2 separate regions of the Zea mays genome follow, and region 1 is linked to region 2. A link is a contact called in public Hi-C data. All regions are on one chromosome and are shown on one strand. Each heading gives the region's core, a stretch centred on a gene start, on an enhancer-like site or on the middle of the called end of the contact. The rest is flanking DNA. Distances are from core to core; before and after follow the strand shown. Region 1 holds the start of LOC100285651 (transcription factor GAMYB). Region 2 holds the start of LOC100381829.

Region 1 (6,626 bases), core at 1,736-4,235, 320 kb after region 2:
ACCGATGGTTGTTGGCTCTTCCCAGATCTTAGTGCATGAGGTTCATGAAGCAGCTCTTCGAAAAGACCACTGTTTCTCGGCGATGCACACTCTGATTTCACTGAAGGGGTCGCTGATAGAGACTGCATGTAAGGATCTACTAACTCAGTAGGCTGCATTGCAGGATCCACAGTATACTTGAGCCTGCTATTTTGGACTGAAGGGGGCTCCATCTTCGAAGGACCATTTGTGAGCCTAGATGCAGAGAAAATACCATTTAAAGGGGCATGGCTGCCAGTAAGTGCAACCCCAAAAGGCGCAATACTCTTGCTGGTAGCGTTGGCTTCATTGAGATAACCAAAACCTAAAGTCTGCATGAGCTTCTCAGAGTCATTTGAAAATTGATCAACCGAGGAAATCACATCGTCAATGGCATCGCTCAATGTAGGAAGCGCACTGCCAGATTGTTTCAGCATCCCTGCTTGGTCTACCTGATCCATGAAGCTACAACCTTTTGATGCAAAGCTTTGGCCGAGCAAATTGCTTATTGAAACAGCTGGCAGCTGTGGTGGTAAAGCCTTCAGTTTCGCACGGAAACTGTCATTGTTAAAATCTGGTAGACAAAGGCTGTTTCCGGATAGAAGATCATTGGACATGTTCTCGCCACCGTTCAAATCACCAGACAATTGCTGGTCTTCATTTGAAGATTGATTACGTACACCAGCAGGATAGATAGGAAGGCTAGCTCGTTCACATCTCTTTTTTCGTGTGTTCCAGTAGTTTTTTATTTCGTTGTCAGTACGCCCTGGCAACTGAGAAGAGTGTTCATGGTTAGTGACGTCAGTGTAGAAAAATATATATGCCCAAATTGTTAAGGGTAAACATAGCAACTCACTAGGAACGTATGCACACAGGTAAGGCATATTAAATATTTCAAAACATAGTAGCATATTTTTCAATTGGAGACACTGGGGCCTGGGCGTATCTTGCAATGGAATAGAATCTATATCTTGCCAAATTGTAGCGAGCACATACACAATGGCAAAAAAAAAATATTACTCTCTCCATTCCAAATTAAAATTCATTTTACCTTTTAAATAAATTCATACAATAATTAATTTATGTGTTCTATATATATGTCAGGTTCATAATCATCCATATGAATAAGGTCTAGATGTTGGAAACAAAAATGGCACGACGACTTGGTCATACAAAAATATATCTCAGGTCATACCAACTACGTCTTTATCCATAAAAGAGTAACAATGACAAGCCATATAGAGTTGAAAGCCAAAGCTAAAAAAAATATTTGAAAGCGATCATTGCTTGGTATCACAGATCAGGAGTGATACTAGAAAATTAGCACCCGTGGACCAGAATCTTTTATACCAGGAGGATTTGAGCAGGTTGCTGCAGAACAGCAGCATTTTAAGAAGCAAGGACAGATCATTACAGTTCCAGTACGTGACACAAAATAGGAAAAGTTAGCTCAGTAACTAGAGAGATGCACATCTTCAATTAAAGACGTGCAAAATACCGGCGTGCAGAACATGATGGAATCAAGTATTTGGCACGGCACTTACATGAATAGCCATCCTCGACCACTTGTTCCCCAGCTTGGCGTGGAGCTGGATGATGAGGCGCTCCTCCTCCGGGGTGAAGGCCTCCTTCTTGAGGTTGGGCCTGAGGTGGTTCGCCCACCTGAGGCGGCAGCTCTTGCCGCAGCGCAATAGCTCGGTGTTCTTCCGCACCGCGTTCCAGTTGCCCACGCCGTGCTTCTTAACGTAGTCTATCAGGATGGCGTCCTCCGCGTCCGTCCAGGGCCCTTTCTTCAGGGGCGCCCCGACGCCCCTGCGAGGCGACCTGCGGCTGCTGCTGACATCGTTGTCCACCGGCGAGTCCATCTGGTCCTGCGACATCATCTCGTCCTTGCCCTCGCCCTCGCCCTCCGCCTGGCTCTTCACCCGGTACATGGCTTGCCGTCAGGGTATGCGCGGAACCTAGTGGAAGTAGGGTTCGATTACCATTTGGATTATATGCAGGATTAGCATGAAAAGAGCATTATTAGTAGATGGAAATCACCAAATCACCAAATCATCGCGGCGGATGTGGGCCCATATCATTGATATCATTGGGTTCAGGTTTCTACCTTGTGGGCCTAGAGACTTGGTCGGCAGTTTCGTCTCCCTTTCTTACTCGGTTGGGACTTGGTCGCCTATTTCGCCTCGCTGACTTGCTCTGTGGTAACTTGGTCGGCCGCTTTGCTCGGGCAGAAGTTTTATAATCTTCACTTCGAGTGCATGTTCATAGGTACCACACAAATATGAATTATTTTCCAATGACTTGATATAGAACTTAAATATTGGAGTTCCAAATGTTTTTAGACCTAAACACTCTAAATTAGACTTTATATTAATTTTTAGGGTTCAAATATAGGACTTCTCATTGGAGAGTACAGCAGATTACCCAAAGCTAACGGCTGGTATAGGGGTGGATAAGTCTAAGAACTCTAAACAACCGCAGCGGTATCACTATGACCCACAGTTGACACGAGATTTCGGGGTAAAGGCAAGAGAGAAAAGGTAGGTTCCGTCTGCCAAAGTTCACAGATCAAAGCACTAATGCCGTGAACAGCACTCCCCGCGTCCGGAGAACGGCAATTCTCGGAGGTTCAGACAGGATTGGAACGGAGAAGGGTGAGGAGGAGGCCAAAATCCAGCATCCCCACCCCCCTCAGATCACACCTGGACGCCCAAACCAAATGGAAATTCAGCGGTGTACCTGGCGGAATCTCGCAGCAGCGGTGGAGACTAGTCGAACTCCTCCAATGGACTCATCTGCTATTGTGAGCTGACCAACGGATTGCAGGGAAGTAGTCGACTACTACGATACAGCAGTTGAGTGGGAACCCGAGGAGGGGGATCTCGCCATACCAGAGTATTTGGATAACTCTCAGGTCAGCGAGAGAGAGATTTCAGGAGAGAGAGAGAGAGAAAGAGAAAGAGATACTGGCTGCGGGATTTGCTTGGAGGGCAGATTATATAAAGATGAAAGGTACAGAGAAGCCATGCTATTGGGCATCGGCGCATGAGCATCTATTTTTCTCTCTCTACTCCTACACCTCTATTTTCTTTAACTATTTTTTCTCGTATATTTTATTTATTGCGGAATAGTAGTACATTTTTTTATTTCTTGTTTTTGTTCGTGTCTCGTGCTCCTCGGATAAATAGCATAGCGTTTTGCTGCTAAAAAGGCTGATATATCGACCTTTATAACCGGTTATTTAAAACCTTGTTCCAGAGTAATAACAAGCTGATAAAGCTCCTGAACTATATATATATATATATATATATATATATATATATATATATATATATATATATATATATATATATATATATATATATATATATATATATATATATAGTCATTCGGGTAGAAGTGATTTTATAGGAATTTTAAAGGATTTGGTTTATAAGAAAAAGAATCCTATAAGTCGTCTTTGGTTGATAGAAAAATGAAGAAAAACTTTAGTAAGATTTAATCACGCCGAAATGATTCTACATGAAAAATAAAAGGAGTTTAGATCTCACGGAAAATTTCGTGGCGCTAAAAGGAGACGCTCCGGCGCTTTACATGGTCGCGCTCTCGCTGCTCGTCTGCTTCCTCCACTAATAGCTAGTTTGTTTTCCAAAAAAAAATATCAAATGTCTTAGTTCATTTACTTTTTTCCTGTGTTGTAGCCAAACAAGTCTGTCACCAAATTCATTTGATTTTGAATTCCATAGGATTAGAGAATGCATGCATTCTATTTTCTGATATTTTTTTCCTATTCATGTTTCCCCCTTTAAATCTCCTGTGTTTCAAAGGAGACCTATCGTGCCCTTCTTTGCGAAAAAAAAGGGATCGGAATTTGTGTGTTAAGTCTTTGGTTTGCTTAGGATTTACCCACTTGCGAAAAGAAATAGTCGAGTGGCATTTATGGAATCCGCTTTTTATGTGCGCAGGAGAACCTAGTATCTAGATGAAATGATGTGTATACCTTGTCTATGCTATGCTCTGAAAAAAAAGAAAACGATAGCGATGCGCATGCGCGGCACTTCTTGCGGACGACAAGTCAACCGCTGCATGCTCGCTAGCGCTGCATGCAGCCATGCAGGGTGCGAGTGTGTGCTTCTGGGGCAAAACGCACCGTCGCTGCTCCGATCCATCCAAACCCACCCCAAGGGAACATGTACCGCCGGCCGGCCCCTGTGTGTGTCTGGCTCTGGCGTGTATTGGAGGCGCCTCTGCTAATTGGGGAGGTGCACGTGGTGAGGAGATCGGGGGCTCACGCCTGCGTGCCGGGCCCGGAGGGGGAACTGCACATGCTCCGGTCAATTAAAATTTTGTCCCGTCGTACGTATCTCTTCTGGCTTCTGCAACAGAAGATCCTTGGCTTAGGTCTGATCCGGACTGGAGGACTGAGTTGATATGCTCGCTGGTATGCGAGCGAGCGGCTGGACGTTTGATCCTCATGATCGACACTTGTGCCTTACTTTAGACTGTTTGGTTGTATAATTAAGGTGTTACAAATTGACATACATTTTATGCCACATTTATCGTTAAAATTCCGTGTCACACTTTATCATGACTAAGAGAAACTTGGCACACTTTTATAAATTATTGATGGCTAGAACATATGTGGAAGGGAAAAAAATCTTGCCACAATTTTAGCTACAAACCAAATATTTGTCTAACTTGATTAAACTTGTCTAACATTAGACGTGGCAGGACATCAAACCAAACATGTCATATCTTCTGTTGTGTCTAGGTCTAGATATAGGGTATACACACGCATGCGTGTTAAATGTTATTGTGTGTTTTCCACGCACTAGAGGTCTATACCTCTCAATCCATTCCTACTGTGTGTAATAGACGCACACGCGTGTGTGTTGTGGTATGTGTTCGTCTAATGTTAGACAGCAAACATAGCCAAGTTTTATATACTAAACATGTTTGTAGGTTTTGTTGGAATAATATATCTGCTGACTCTACTTTTCTAGATCCATGATATTTTAGATGGATCTAAGGCTATGTTTGGTTTCTTTAGTATAGGGACTAAAGTTTAGTTAGAGGACTAAAGTTTAGTCCCAAACATGTTTGGTTCTAGGGGCTAAAAATAGTACGAATATACTAAATGACTCATAAAAAGACTAAAATAGCATTTAATATTCTCCTGCTATTAGTACAATTAAACTAAATGAGGGATAAACGTGGAATTAATATGGTTTAGTCCCTTTTAGCATATATGTGAAGGACTAAAGACTAAATCATTTTAGTTCATATTTTAGGGGTGTTTGGTTTCTAGGGACTAATTTTTAGTCCCTACCTTTTATTCCACTTTAGTTATAAAATCTATTTTAGTTTCTATATTTGTCAATTTATATACTAAAATGGAACAAAATGAAGGGACTAAGGGCCTGTTTGTTTACCCCCAGATTATATAATCTGGATTAAATAATCCTAAGAGGCAAACAAACAGTATAGCTTATTTGTCCAGATTATATAATCTAACCCCTTGGATTATGATAATCCATAAGCAAGTGAGGAGGTGCTTATTTCAGATTATTTTTTTCCCACTTCCCCACTACCCTTTCAAGTTTCCTAGAAATTACCCACCATTGCCATTATAATCTACCGAATCGTTTTTGCGCATATCGGATCGAAGAAGCCCGCCGTCCAACAGAAACACGCCAGATAATCTGGGTAAACAAACATGACTAATCAGATTATATAATCCAAATTATATAATCTAGATTATATAATCCTCCAAAAATAATCCAGATTATATAATCTATTGGGGTAAACAAACAGGCCCTAAACATTAGTCCCTATAAACCAAACACCCCCTTAGTCCTAGTGTTTGGCAAAAAAAAAGGGACTAAATGAGACTAAAAACTAGAGACTAATCTTTAGTCCCTCTAACCAAACACCCCTTAAATAGTTTTAAAAAAATGAGCTACTTTACCAAAAATGGTATATATTGAAAAATAGAGTTGAGTAATTTTTACACGAACACGTACATGTTTTTAGCAGAAAATAGAAATAGACGTTGGCCCTATACCACGGGAAATTGAAGTAGATAGCCGTTCTATTGGCTCGTTCTGGATCCGCCACTTCCTGGGGAAAAAAGTTTGTGTTCACGTTCTGGATCCGCCGCCACTTCCCAGGGAAAAAAAGTTTGTGTTCAATTTATGTTAGGCTTTTCAAATAAAGGTGCATTTGTGCGTCCGCGTCTCAAGTGCAAACCGGTACGTTGATGAAGATGAGAGAGTGCAGTTGAAAATATAGCAGAGGATGAAAGGATCGTTTTAAAAAAAAATATCATGACATGTGGGCACGAGCGGGGGAAAGAATATGAATCCAATTTATGCAAGGTTTTTGAAATACAGGTACAATTTGCGTGCTCTTGCACAGCACAACACGCTTACTCGCTTGGCATCATGGCATGTGTTACGGGTAGCAGACGACATAAAATGCTACATGATGTATTCATGCACGCCACATTAAGGTGATACACACACGTGCACATGTCTATAACTCTTTGAAATTATGTTTCGCTCCATCCATGATGTGGACTCCCTCGAATTCCATACCCAAGTAGT
Region 2 (6,714 bases), core at 2,560-5,059:
AAAAAAATATAACGCGGGACGAATATTGAAACTGGTGTTTTAAGTATAGTAGAGATTAGACTTGCCATGTCAAGTGGGTCCAACTATTTTTTCTTTTACCATCTTCGATCTGTTAAATTTGTGATCTGGTTATTGGGTACCGGCTGTGCTTCAATCTATAGATGTCCAAATGGATCGGGCTTGCCGGGCGGCCCGAAACCCGGCACGGGTTTGGCCCGGCACGAACTCGGCACGACACGTAGTGAACCGGATCCGTGCCGGCCCGGCCCGGTCACCGGGTCGTGCTTGTACCGAAGGCGTGGCACGACGGACTAGGTCCGGCACAGCCCGATTTTATTTTTTTTTCTATTTTTTCATATATTATACTTAAATATAGAGTATAAAACACAATAAACATGTGTTTTTGTTGGTTATATTGGTGTAAATAAATGTTTAGAGCTAATAAATATGGTTTAAACGCTCAAAAAATAAATACTTTTAGGATATTTTTATTAATTAAACGTCATATATTGTTATTGGCCCGTTAGGCCCATCGGGCCGTGGGCCGGCCCGACACGATTATTAACCTAGCAGGTCGTGCTTGGGCCGCGCTTGAAGCTCGTGGGCCGGCACGACACGGCCCGCTAGCTAATCTGTGCCGGGCCGCCACGGCCCGCCTATTTGGACATCTATACTTCAATCAGGTGAAGATTGCTTCAACCTAGTGATTGAAGTGACGCCAGGTGGCAGCACTGCAGGTCGAGGACACGCTACTCTCCAGTAAGGTGGTCCGAGGTCACGGCTTTGGACGACAACTCCAAGACGGTGGTCCAAGGTTGTGGCTCTGGACGAAGTCGCAGTGACGGCAACGCTAGGGTTCGAGCCCGCACCGTTCTATAGATGTCCGAGGTCGCGGTGGTACTCTGCCGCGGCAGGCACCTGCCGGAGGGAATGGGATCCAGCAGCGGTGGGGCGGCCCGGCGGGCGAGGGTCGAGCGGGGGTCGAGGCCTCTCTACCGCTTCCGATCTCTACAGCCACCACACTTTCCTAATCTAAAGTGTACATAATATAAAAAAGATTTTTATACTACAACAGTTTACTTTAATTACTTCTAAACTTTTTTCTAGCTCCATTCCAGCCGCAGGGTGTGGGTTCGCAGCAGCTCTGGTGAATTTGTACATGCGCAGTTGGGGGAAGGGAAAAGATACCGAGGTTGATGGAGAGGCGCGAACAGTGCCCGCGCTTTGGTTTTTTTTTTGCGTCAAAAAATGGCGTAGAAGTGTATTTCGGGAGTAGTTCTATGTTCCTAAACGCAGGGACTAAATTGAGCTAGGTAGGAACTTTGTACATTTGCAAAGTTGGTTTACACATCCGAACTTTGTACATTTGCAAAGTTGGTTTACACATCCGCTTGAGAGGTGTTTTTTTAACATCTTCTTAAATGTATGATTCAGGAAGTTGTTTCCATAACTACTAGAGCTGCTCTAACACATGATTTGTGTGCCATTAATCTTAGAAAAACAGTACTACCTCCGTCTCAAATTAAAACTCGTTTTACTTAATTAATATGAATATTCGATGTATATATTTTATATATATGTCTAGATTTATCTTCAACAATTTGAATAAAGACATAAAAACCAAGAGCTAAAATGAATAATATTTTGGAAACGAAGGGAGGATATTTTTAGTCCTTGTTTTTTTTTGTTGAAGTCTAGATTTAGCAATCAACTCTAGAAGGAGATATGTATAGCCTAGTAACCAAGACAACTTTGGCTCTTGGCTGATTTCAAAGGTAGTTTAAGCATTATCTTTTTTTAATATCACATTATATTTATCGTAAGTTAAATATTGCAATCTTTGACCATAACTTCCAAAAAAAACTTTATAATCTCATAATATATGATTGTAGATTATAAAAATATTTCTCGTAGTGGATCTAAAAATATAAACCATATATGCCATGAACTTAAATAACGTTTTTTAAAAAATATTTATGAAAGATAAAAAATGTTTTACTTACAACAAACTTAATGCGTCACCTAAAAAAACTCAGGGAGCATATGCATTTTCTAAAAATAATAGAATAAAAAGTAGATGGCTTCTAATTAATTCGTTTTAAATCAATAAACCATGAAATTTGTACATTCTTTCCGACAATATAATGTACACTCAAATCTAAATTAGATTGCCATATAATAACTACTCTTACCGTTCTTCGCTTTAGATTTGTTATAAGTCGAATTTCTCTAATTCACCAAAGTGTATACAAAAAGCATTAACATATGGGACGTCGTCAAATTAATTCCATTACATTCTCTAATTTGATTGGCGATAAAACTAAAGTACACTTCAACTTCACAATAAACTACAGCCAAAACAAGCTAATTTCTTCAGACCGCGCACACGTTCTGGTCGGGAAAAGCTCAGTTGCATGCGGGGCACTTTTAAACTATATAATTGATCATAGTTAAGTAAAAACTAACTACAGGCAAACACAATGTTCTCCTTTTTACTTAAAGGAACAGACAAACATAGTGGAGAAACCGCTTTCTGACGGACCCCGTTTTTCCAGTGTCTTTTTTTTCAACTAGATATGGAGACACACGTAGTTCATAGCATATAGCATGTATAGTGGTAGTCCATGGCAGGAGGAATTTAAGGAAAACGCATCGGATGTTGACGACGACGAGCTAGAGCGGGAGCGGGCCCCCGCCGGCGCACCGCACCCGGACCCGGGCAAGGTTGAACGCACCTGGACAGGAACAGGATAGCATGCATCCAGGACCAGGACCAACCAGTGCAGGAGGCAAGCACCAAGCTGGTTCATCGGCACCACCTGCTGAATGCCGACTTCTCTTTATCTAAGCTGTTTATTAATAATAAATAAAAGTGGACGCATGAGACCATCATCCATCCTCGTATGAACGAACGAACGGGGCAAGCTATAGATTGGAAAGCAGTGTGTACATATATATATGCTGGCTTGGCTTCTGAACTTTTTTTAAAAAAAAAATATATTCCAAGCATATCCTTTGTTGTCGACAGGCAGAGGATCCTGCGCCTGAGATGCGTGTGAAAGCCAGCAGTTGACAGGCGAAACAGTAGCATCTGTCGTGATCGCATTGATACCGACTGAAACACACACGTCGCTCACTGCTCACAGCACGTTTTGAATCTTAGCTGTTCATCGATCGGAAGACGTGGTGCGATTTTGTCAATTCAAATCAAGGCACTTTCCCTAATTTTTCCATAGACTGGAACTGGAACTGGACGCAGTAATGCCGAGCACCAAACCTGCAGATCAAAACAGTCCTTGGAGGACGAGAAAGCCAGGGCCTTCATGCCCGGAACAGCGGCGGCGGCGGCGGCGGCGGCGGCACAATGCGCACGTGGCGGCGCCGCCACCGGCCCTTGGCGCGCGCCGAGCCCATCGCCCACTGCTACGCAGTCAAAACCACGGAGAGCTTTCACGATGACGACCGGGGCGTCCCATTCGCCGAGATCGCTCGCTCGGATTTTAGTACATTTCCCGGATGGAAACTGGCGAGATCCCCTCGACAAGCTTTTGACCCTTGCGGGAGTTGGGCGTCGCGCGTGGGCTGCAGCCGTCGTCGGCCAGGCAGGCCACCAACGGCGGTGGAGTGGACAGGACAGGGTCAGAGCCTTTTCCACGCGGGAACCTTCGCGGCAGCGTCGCCCCCATCCTCATCCGGAGGAGGGCACGGGGCCACGCCACGCCTGGACCGCGCGAGGCGGCACGAGCTGGGCTACGCAGCGCAGCCCATATAAACGCGCTCCGAGACCCTCCATTCGCCTTGGTGGCCAAGGAGGCAAGGAAACAGGCAGCTCTCCACGGACAACGCGATTCTATTTATTTATCTGGCTGCCAGCCAGCCAGCCGCCTTTCGAAACCGAGCACGAGGGAGCCGACGTGGTGGTCTCTGGAACCTGGTTCGAGCGAGCGAGCGACCCATCTATCCAGCCGCCTGCCGGGAATTTCTGTGACGACGACGAGGAGGAGGAGGGGGTATGGCAATGGTGGCGGCGCAGGGAGGCGGCCGGAGGGACGCCGAGGCGGAGCTCAACCTGCCGCCGGGGTTCCGGTTCCATCCCACCGATGAGGAGCTGGTGGTGCACTACCTCTGCAGGAAGGTGGCGTGTCAGCAGCTGCCCGTGCCCATCATCGCCGAGGTCGACCTTTACAAATTCGACCCGTGGGATCTTCCAGGTGCGTGCTCTTCTTTCTTCCCCTGCTCACTCATGCTGTTGCAAACAAAACATTTTCTTGTTTTACTAAAAGAACAATCTTCTCGTCGATCCATTCATCCAAACCCCGGACGGAATTTCTAACTTGGCTCTGTGCCGCTCTGGTTCCTTTCCCTCCAGAGAAGGCGCTGTTTGGCCGCAAGGAGTGGTACTTCTTCACGCCGCGGGACCGCAAGTACCCAAACGGCTCGCGCCCCAACCGCGCCGCCGGGAGGGGGTATTGGAAGGCAACGGGCGCGGACAAGCCGATCGCGCCCAAGGGCGGTGGCGGGGCGGCAGGAATCAAGAAGGCTCTCGTCTTCTACTCCGGCAAGGCGCCCAGGGGATTCAAGACCGACTGGATCATGCATGAGTACCGCCTCGCGGACGCGGACCGTGCGCCGGGCAAGAAGGGCTCACGGAAGGTGCGTGTGTGGCCGTTTCATCCCGCCAGTTGCATTCCGTGGCGAGCCATGGCGCTGCAGCCGCTGCGTTCAGTGCGCTTACGTCTTTGCGTTGTTCTTGCAGTTGGATGAGTGGGTGTTGTGCCGGCTGTACAACAAGAAAAACAATTGGGAGAAGGTGAAGGCTGAGGAGCCGGAGGCGGCGGCGCCGTTCCGTCACCAGCAGGGCGCAGCGGAGGATTCCATGTCTGACAGCTTCCAGACGCACGACTCGGACATCGACAACAATGCCTTCGGCATGCAGAACGGCTTCGGTAACATGGTGCACGGGCAGACCATGACCATGAGGAACGGCATTGGCAGCGTGGCGAGGACGGTGAAGGAGGACAACTATTGGTTTACCGACCTGAATCTGGATGATCTACAGGCACCCTACAACGTGACCCATGTGTTGAATCCGAACCCTGTTCAGACGATGAATCTGGCAGCTGGGCAAGGCCATGGCTACTTGCAGTCTATGAGCTCGCCGTCGACGAAGATGTGGCAGACCATCTTGCCTCCGTTCTGAGAGTTGCTGTGATGGAAGGGGGAAGAGATGATCTTGGGCGTAGGAGTGGTTAGACTGGCTAGGAACAGCAGGTTTAAAATTTGGAGGGTCTGAATTCTGCAACTGTTGCTGGTAGTCTTGTAAGGGTTATTCATTTGTTAAATTGTGTGCTTGGTAATATACCAAAAGGAAAATCCATCTCCCTTTGCACTACTTGAAGAAACTAGTACAGAATTACAGTTCTCATATTTCAAATGGTCGGCCTGAACCGAGATTGGTCTAGGACATTTCATCTTTATTCTGGTATATATTCGTACAGTTGTTTCAAGATGATGAAATGGTAGGAGTAGCATTCAGTGAATGGAATCGGCTTGACTTTTTTTCCCTGTCTTTCTATGAATTCAGATATTTTTCTATCTATCAACGAAACGACACGCAGCTCTGATGCGCGTTTTAGAAAGAAAAAAAAACCTTCATTGAGTGGATGGATAAAATCGCATGATTATATAGTGGGATGAAGTGATATTGAACCAACCAAATCTATTTCTCAAACCGGGACTGTCAAAGTGTCCATTCGACTGTTGTTGCGTTCCTCAAATGAAAAACGCTAGCCTCATCGGTAGCCGCCACGTCATGATCCATCTGAGTTATTGCACTGACACTTGATGGTGGATTGGATCCGTACCATGAAAATGACATGAATACTTGAGCCACTTGCAATCAGCATCGGCATATCTAAGGATATGGTACAATGGTCAGACCGTACAAGGATAAGCTCGTTGACTTAGACCATGTTATCAGTAATCTGATAAATATAAGCCAACGGCTCTTAGGCATCATTGATTTACTACTCAAGCCACAGGATAGCCACGAGGTGACAACCAAAAGATTAGAGGATAGCCACGAGGTGACAACCAAAAGATTAGGTTTAGGGATAACCCCCGTTTTCTGTGTAGCAAAATATCTCTTGAACTTTAGCAGTTCTACAGGAATAACAATAAGCGCCGTCATATATCGTTTCGTTTCATTTCATTCTTGAACTTTATCGTACCCTAAACCTTAAACTTGTCACTTCTTGGGAAGTTTGAGAGACACTGGACCACGACCACCCTTGGAGCTAATAACTGATGCCTTGGCAAGCTCTCTGCCTTCAAGCCAAGCCATTACCATTTCTTCAGTCTTTTTCTCTGGTAAAAAGCCCTTACTTTTCATCTCTTCATAATACCTTGCTGCCTCCTCTAGTCTTCCGTTTAGGAATAAACCATGTATCAATACAATGTACGCGCTCCGGTCAGGGCTCAGGCCATTTGCAGGCATTGCACTCCACAGCTTTTCCACACTCTCGTGCTCTCTCCACCGGCAGAACTTTCTGATCAACATGATGTAAGTGTCCATCTCTGGCTCACATCGCAACTGTTTCATCTTATCCAAGAGATCAAAAACTTCGGTGGAGTTCCTAGCCACATTAAGCAGTGCATGGAAAGTCCTTACTGAAGGAGACAGCTTTCTCTGTAACATAGCATCGAACATTTCCA

What was found. Hi-C and Micro-C count contacts between places; a contact is called where the count stands out from the background.
Region 1: a Hi-C map of ear shows a contact between it and region 2, with 1.7 times the contacts expected there. The contact joins the promoter of LOC100285651 here to the promoter of LOC100381829 in region 2. A contact is called at or near these places in 3 of 25 Hi-C or Micro-C datasets (ear, endosperm and tassel).

What each region holds. Positions count from the first base shown.
Region 1 is chr8:177,676,721-177,683,346 of Zm-B73-REFERENCE-NAM-5.0, forward strand. It overlaps LOC100285651 (transcription factor GAMYB), which reads right to left and starts at 2,986. Exons shown (of 5, transcript NM_001254909.2): 1 at 2,761-2,986; 2 at 2,129-2,264; 3 at 1,563-1,979; 4 at 1-791. The coding sequence starts at 1,952.
Region 2 is chr8:177,355,272-177,361,985 of Zm-B73-REFERENCE-NAM-5.0, forward strand. It overlaps LOC100381829, which reads left to right and starts at 3,810. Exons shown (of 3, transcript NM_001358095.1): 1 at 3,810-4,211; 2 at 4,370-4,653; 3 at 4,757-5,369. The coding sequence starts at 4,013. The coding sequence ends at 5,200. LOC103636559 (pentatricopeptide repeat-containing protein At5g15010, mitochondrial) reads right to left here. Exons shown (of 1, transcript XM_008658911.4): 1 at 5,842-6,714. The coding sequence ends at 6,248.